Regions from separate parts of the Arachis hypogaea genome. Here region 2 is linked to region 1. The links are chromatin contacts, called in public Hi-C maps. All regions are on one chromosome and are shown on one strand. The core of a region is the stretch at or near the end of the contact, and the rest is flanking DNA. Distances in the headings are between cores, read along the strand shown.

Region 1 (3,241 bases), core at 482-2,981:
AAAAATTATTAATTACCTAACATAATTCTTAAAATAATTCCAATAGAACCACATATGACTTTTGATTTCTATCGTAATTAAAATAATTTAAAATTAAAATTTATATTAGATATTATTTTTAAAATAATATTAGTAATAATAAAAAAATTCATATTGAAGACAGTGAAATATTATCCACTTATATAATTTATTAAATAAATATTATAATGTTATTGTAATGTTATTATTAGAACGACAAATTTTATATTAAATTTTAAATAAAAATTATATATAATTTTACAAATATTTATATATATAACACCTTATAGATTTAAAATAAAATAAAATAAAAACTATCCATTAGAGATGCTCTTAAAATTTAACAATATTACTTGCATGTTGCATATATATGAAACATGGATCAAACATTATTATTTGCACTCATGGAAAGCAAAGGTGTGCCACTTTCTCATGTATTGGGATTTAACTTCATTCAAACTCGGTATAATATTCTGATGAAAAGTGATTCTTCCTTTATACATTAATTTATTATGTAATTAAAGGAAAAAAAGAAGATATAACAAAAAAAGGTAAATAACTGATAGTTATCAATCAATATGGGGTAAGAATTTGGTGCATTCTAGAATACTTGTATTATGGTAATTATGATAACTACGATATTTTAACAATACTTTACGTAATCATATAAACATGTTAGAATCTAGCTAATAATTTTATTCTCTACTCTGAATAACAGAATCTCTTCATATAATATGCATAACCATTTTTATATGAAGAATATCTATATCTAATTGCGGCTGTGAGTGCACTTTGTATGATGCAATAATTATATTGCTACACGTATGAAATAGAATGTATTAGAAATCACTTTAGATCTTTAAAAAATAAAGTCTTTTTAAATAGTTTATAAATGTAATGCATTTCTCAATTTATAAATTAGTTTTTTAAAATTGAGTTAAACTTAGATAATTTTAATTTTAATATAATATCAAAATTATTCGATTTAGTATTATTAGGTTATTCACATAAATAGTCACGCTTCTAATGACCATTCGTGAACATAAAAAAATTTATTACAAATTTTACATCTTTTAAAAATAAAATTTTTAAATAATTTATTAGTGTTAGATATTTTTTACTTTATGAATTAAATTTTTGAAATTTAGACTTATTTAATTTCAGTTATAATAAAATGATCCACAGATACTAAAAATTAACGGCTAAAATAATCAAAATGATCTGAAATAACACACGAGAGAAAATCCACATTTTTCTAATGATTAGATAAGAGATAAGCTCGATTGAAATTAGCTTCGTACTTCATCTAATAATGATAAATAAATCTATATTAACACAATATATCATACTTTTATATGGACAAATACCACAATTTCTTTTTAAAAAATCCCTCGTCATGTTATTTTTTTTCAAATCTGAAACTTTTTCCTTTCAGCTTTTAATTGGGCCAACATCACTTTAATTGTTGTAAAGTTAAATTTTTGAGGGGGGACTGGTTACTAGCTTATAACGCTACTCTTGACAAGTCCAAAAAAAAAATTTAGAGCATTAAAAAAAAATATCTCGTAGAGGATTTTATTTTTTTATTTTTTTTAGTGAATCTTGTAGTATCCTTTTGGTTTTTTGGTCATTAGTCATACTCACATACATTGCATTAGCTTTATACACCAATATGTTTTTTTTATAAGAATACAACAATATAATATGTGAAATAATGTCCAAAAACAATGTGAGATAATTTGGCCCATTATGTATGCATGTTAATGTTACACAATACACATTAGTCATTAGACAATACAGAACATATTGGCTTCATTTTAATTTGGGCTTCTCACCCCTATGGCTTCGGCCTTCATCAAGAGACTTACTTGCTAATTTTACGTACAGAAAAGTTATAACTTAAATGACATAGTCTGTCTCTCTTCATCTAGAGATTTTGGATTCGAGTTCTGCCGATTGCAACCGATAAAAAAAATATCCTAGCTGTTGCTGCAATATGTAATAAATGTGTGAAGAATATGTAGGTGTGTTGTATAATACCTAAAATTGGAAGTTGTCTAATTCATCTGACAAAAAAAAATTATAAAAAAATGTAATAATAAAAAATTTGATAAAATAATACAAATAAAATGCCATATCTTTTACCACTATAAAATAAGTATGTGAGGAAAAAAATAAGAAATAAAAAAGAGAGTAGAAACCGACACTTTGTACATTTTTAAACCTAAAATTTCCCTTTCTATACATAATTCTTTAGTGACAGTTTTTCTTTTCTCCTGAGCCCTAGGATCTTCTAACTACTAGTATACTACAATTAAACTTATATATTTTCTTTTTTTTTTATATATATAATAAAATAATCCGTGCTTATTGATCTTTGATGCAACTCATGACAAAAGAAAAGGGAGATAAATTGTTGGGGTGAAGAAAGGTGAAATTAAATGAATAAGTGTTACTTAAATTATTACATGTAACTTTTACCACGCGAGTGGCAATAATAAATAAAGTTGAATGATTTAACAAAGTTACATATGCATGCAAAAAGGGAAAAATAGTAGTAGATGTCTTTAATCAATAGATGCATGCAATCATATAATTGTTACCTTTTTTTAGATCCGGATTTTCTGGATAGGTTTGTCCTTTCGGTAGATAGATATTTGCACTGAAAGTGACACCAAATTAATTATGAGAAAGTCTAGGGACAGCAGATTTTGTGATTTTTAGCCATTAATTAGTCATCAATGATATTTTTAATGGTGTGAGATTGTATCTAATAGTGTAGAATCATTCAATTTTCTTTTGATGATTAAGTACTGGCCAGAATTTAACAAAATTGCTGGTCTCCTAGCACTCCTCATTAATTATTATGAGTTATACTACACAAATATAAATAGTGAATATCATTTCTTTTATTCAATTTTGAACTTTGAACGATGTAAGTAACTATATAAGTAAATAAACTAGTATAAATTAAAGTAGTTTCAAAGGTTGAAGGGTAATAAAGATGAAGCTACTTCAGAAAAGTGATATGTCAAAAAGGTTAATATGTTTTTAAACATGATACGATCGAAATCAATGGAGTTAATAAAATTCACGTTTGCTTTTATAATTAAACCATGCATAAAGTGAAAACCTCGTTTCATTTTTTTTTCTAAAGGTGAAAAACAAAAGTGATAGAAATGCACACGCTTGTGGCTTTAGGTATGAGTATATGACCCCTTTT
Region 2 (3,241 bases), core at 313-2,812, 64 kb before region 1:
TTCATCTTTTTCTATTACAACAGTATCCCAAGCTTTATTCATTCAAGACACTTTGCCTTGATGTACAATATTCAAAATACACCAAATCTTATTGTTTAATTCAACAAGAGACTCGGATAATGTGAAACCTTTGTAATCATTTAGAATAATATTCGACAGAGATATAAAATACCTCAAGTTCCTCAGCATTAAGAGATGCTATTTCAAGAGATTCTGGATCAATGTCAATGCTGAGAACATGTCTGATCAATGCTAACACAAATCAAGAGAATATTAGATATGTAATACAGGATTGATCTTAGAAAACGAAAATATGTATTTTTTAAGCCATTGTCATTTGTCAAACATGATTTTGAATTTCAGAATTTATTATTTGATTACCTACAAACAACTGCTATGTGACCATGTGCATGAAACACTGAACAGTTCCAAACTTGGAAACTATAGATTTGTTCTATACAATACTAGTAGTACACAAGTTTAGAGTTAACTATAACAAATTTGATTCTAATGTCACTCAAGTTTAGACAGCATAATACCAGGAAGCGAATGACAAACTAAAATAAGACAATCCGGTAAACTATCCTGCAAAAGTAGCAGGGAAAGGATTCAACTCACTCTGCACTCAGAAGAGCAGCTGCAACACCTAACGTACCGCAACCACATCCGAAGTCAGCCACTACTTTGTTACTTATGTCCTCAAAAGAATTTTCTGCCTGATTCACATGGATTATAAAGCAAACAAGATTTCAGCCACTGAAAAAACAGAACATTTTACTAATTTACCTTTAGAAACCTTATTCAAGCTCACAAACTACACGTCTACACTCACACCATTACACTGATTAATTTACTACAATACCCTCCCTATCAATCCCTACTGCAAGTAATAGAACTTATCCGAGGAGCATCAATAATGCACAAAGAAAATCACTCAAATAATTCCAGATGCTACTACAAGCCACAACCATATATTAATAACCACATCAAATGTAATTCAAGTATTTGAAATGTAGCATAAAAAATGGGGTGTGGTCAACTTCCACCACAAACAAGCAAATTACATATATAAAAGACATCTTTAATGAGTAAAGTACGAACCTTTAACGTACGCAAACAGATAAGGGAGAAGGAAGAACCAAAGTTCAGTACCAAACATGGCAGAAGAAAATGAATAAATAATATTACTAATAATAATAATATAAAAAAAGACAACGAAATTGGAAGGAGGGGAATACCGTGAAGAGCATTCGAGAAGCTATATGGGGTCCCGTTGGGTACTGTTCAAGCTCCACCTTTCATCACACACACACACAGAAAGGTGTGATTCAGAAAAAGAAGTTAGTGACTATGAAAGTGAGAAAGAGAGAAACCTTGGGGTTTGGGAACTGGTCAAGACCACCGAGGAGGCCTTCCAACTGCTTCAGCTTCATAATTTCCGACGAATTTTGCCGGCGACGGCGAGGAGGTTTTTTTTTTGGACAGGGAAAGGCGAGGAGTTAGATTTGTATTTTTGTTGCAGCTCGCTGATGGTCGCAAACTTTGTTTCCTCTCGTTGCAACAAAGGTTTTTGTGAGCCAATAGAGCCCATTTAATTGGCCCAAAAATCCGGGCTGATAAGAGTTGCACCCAAAAACATCTTGATATTTTTGGTATTCATGACCCAAATAAGATAATAATTTTTGTCTCCACAATATCTTCCAGTTCATAAGTTAAGGATTAATTTGTCATTAGTTAATAAGTTGGTATTTATAGGGTGTTCAAATTTAAACCGATCCAAATTAAACCGTTCATCTAATCTAATCCAAACCGAAAACCGATTAAAACCACACTAATTCGGATTTGATTGGATTCTATTTTTTGCAAACCACTGGATTGGATTGGATTTCGGATCTACTTTTCATAACCGATCCAATCCAATCCAAACTGCACAATGTGATATAATATTATTATTTAATTATTATACTTACAATTATATTTATAACATGTTCAATTTGTTATACATTTTTCTATTATTCATGTATTATTATTATTTAATAAATATTTTATGTTTAAAATATTATTTATTTATTTATTTTAACTAACCTATAATTTTATTTCTATTGTTATGTTATCGTTGGCTTTTTTAAGATATGTTAAGACTTGTTATGTCATTGTTGATTATTTAAAATTTGATGTTAAGACTTGTTATATGTATTTAATTTTTTTATTTAAAAAATCGCAAATCCAAACCGATCCAAACCGCTTGTAATTGGATCGGATCGATCGGATTGGATTTTCAAAAAAAGTTCATCCAATCCAAACCGCACCACACATAAATTAAGCGTTCGAATCGGATGACTTTTTCCCTTAAAACCAAAGCAAACCGCACTGCGAACACCCCTAGTTATTTGTACAAAATGAAATTCTAAACCTATCACATATTTAAACTAACAAAAAAGATATTTATATATTAAAATTAGTAACAGATGTATTTGTGTATAAATACATATGTGGTTTAATTTATTTTGAATATATATTTATATTTCAACTTATATTTTATGCTGATAATTGATTTTGGTGTACATTTATCATAATCATAAACTAACTAATAAACTAAGTATAGACCAACCGCAATTGGTTAAAAAAATTAGTTAGAGAAGAGAGAAGATACATATAACTAAAATAAAGAAGTGAGAATTTTGTACTATATAGAGGATGAAAGAATCTCTCTTCCTTGACTGACTATGAAATATGGATACAGATTTTAGAATAAGATACGGATAAGATAATGCTAGCCTATTAGTGATGATGAATCGAATAAAGGAAATAAAGCAAGGCAAAGAATGAGAAATGAGATAGAGGAGGAATTAGATGCCAGCAAAATAATATTGCGTTAGAATACCGCTATTTGCTTCCCTGTAAGTTCTAATTAACTACCTATTTAATTTGCACCTGTAATGAAAGCAAAGCGTGCATATAGATTATTAGAAGAAAAGTGAGTTAGTTATTAATTATGGGTAACAGTCCTATCAGCAGTCTCCGTCCCAACAACTACAATGGAAATGAACCTTACAGTGTGGTACTAGCAGACTCCGCTACCATTCAGTTCGCAGGAAAAAAGACGCCATGGAATATGTCATATAAGGTACAAAAAACAACCTGTTACTTTACTCTAGAGGAGGTCATAAAAAGGACAAATAGTAATAGTAATGATTCTGTAAATTTCGATGATTTGCGTATCTCAACCGACTGATGACAA

Evidence for each region. A called contact is a pair of places that touch in the nucleus more often than the background predicts.
Region 2: a contact with region 1 is called in a Hi-C map of an unstated tissue, with 6 times the contacts expected there. The contact joins the promoter of LOC112751234 here to the enhancer-like site in region 1. A contact is called at or near these places in 2 of 8 Hi-C or Micro-C datasets (leaf and an unstated tissue).

Annotation. Positions count from the first base shown.
Region 1 is chr15:148,809,436-148,812,676 of arahy.Tifrunner.gnm2.J5K5, reverse strand. No RefSeq gene overlaps it. Among protein-coding and RNA genes, the nearest start is that of LOC112751232, 37 kb to the right of the region's middle. Within about 2 kb of position 1,731, at least 3 of the 3 cell types and tissues checked have open chromatin away from gene starts, as enhancers often do.
Region 2 is chr15:148,873,677-148,876,917 of arahy.Tifrunner.gnm2.J5K5, reverse strand. It overlaps LOC112751234, which reads right to left and starts at 1,562. Exons shown (of 9, transcript XM_025800301.3): 1 at 1,374-1,562; 2 at 1,239-1,295; 3 at 619-716; 4 at 173-242. The coding sequence starts at 1,433.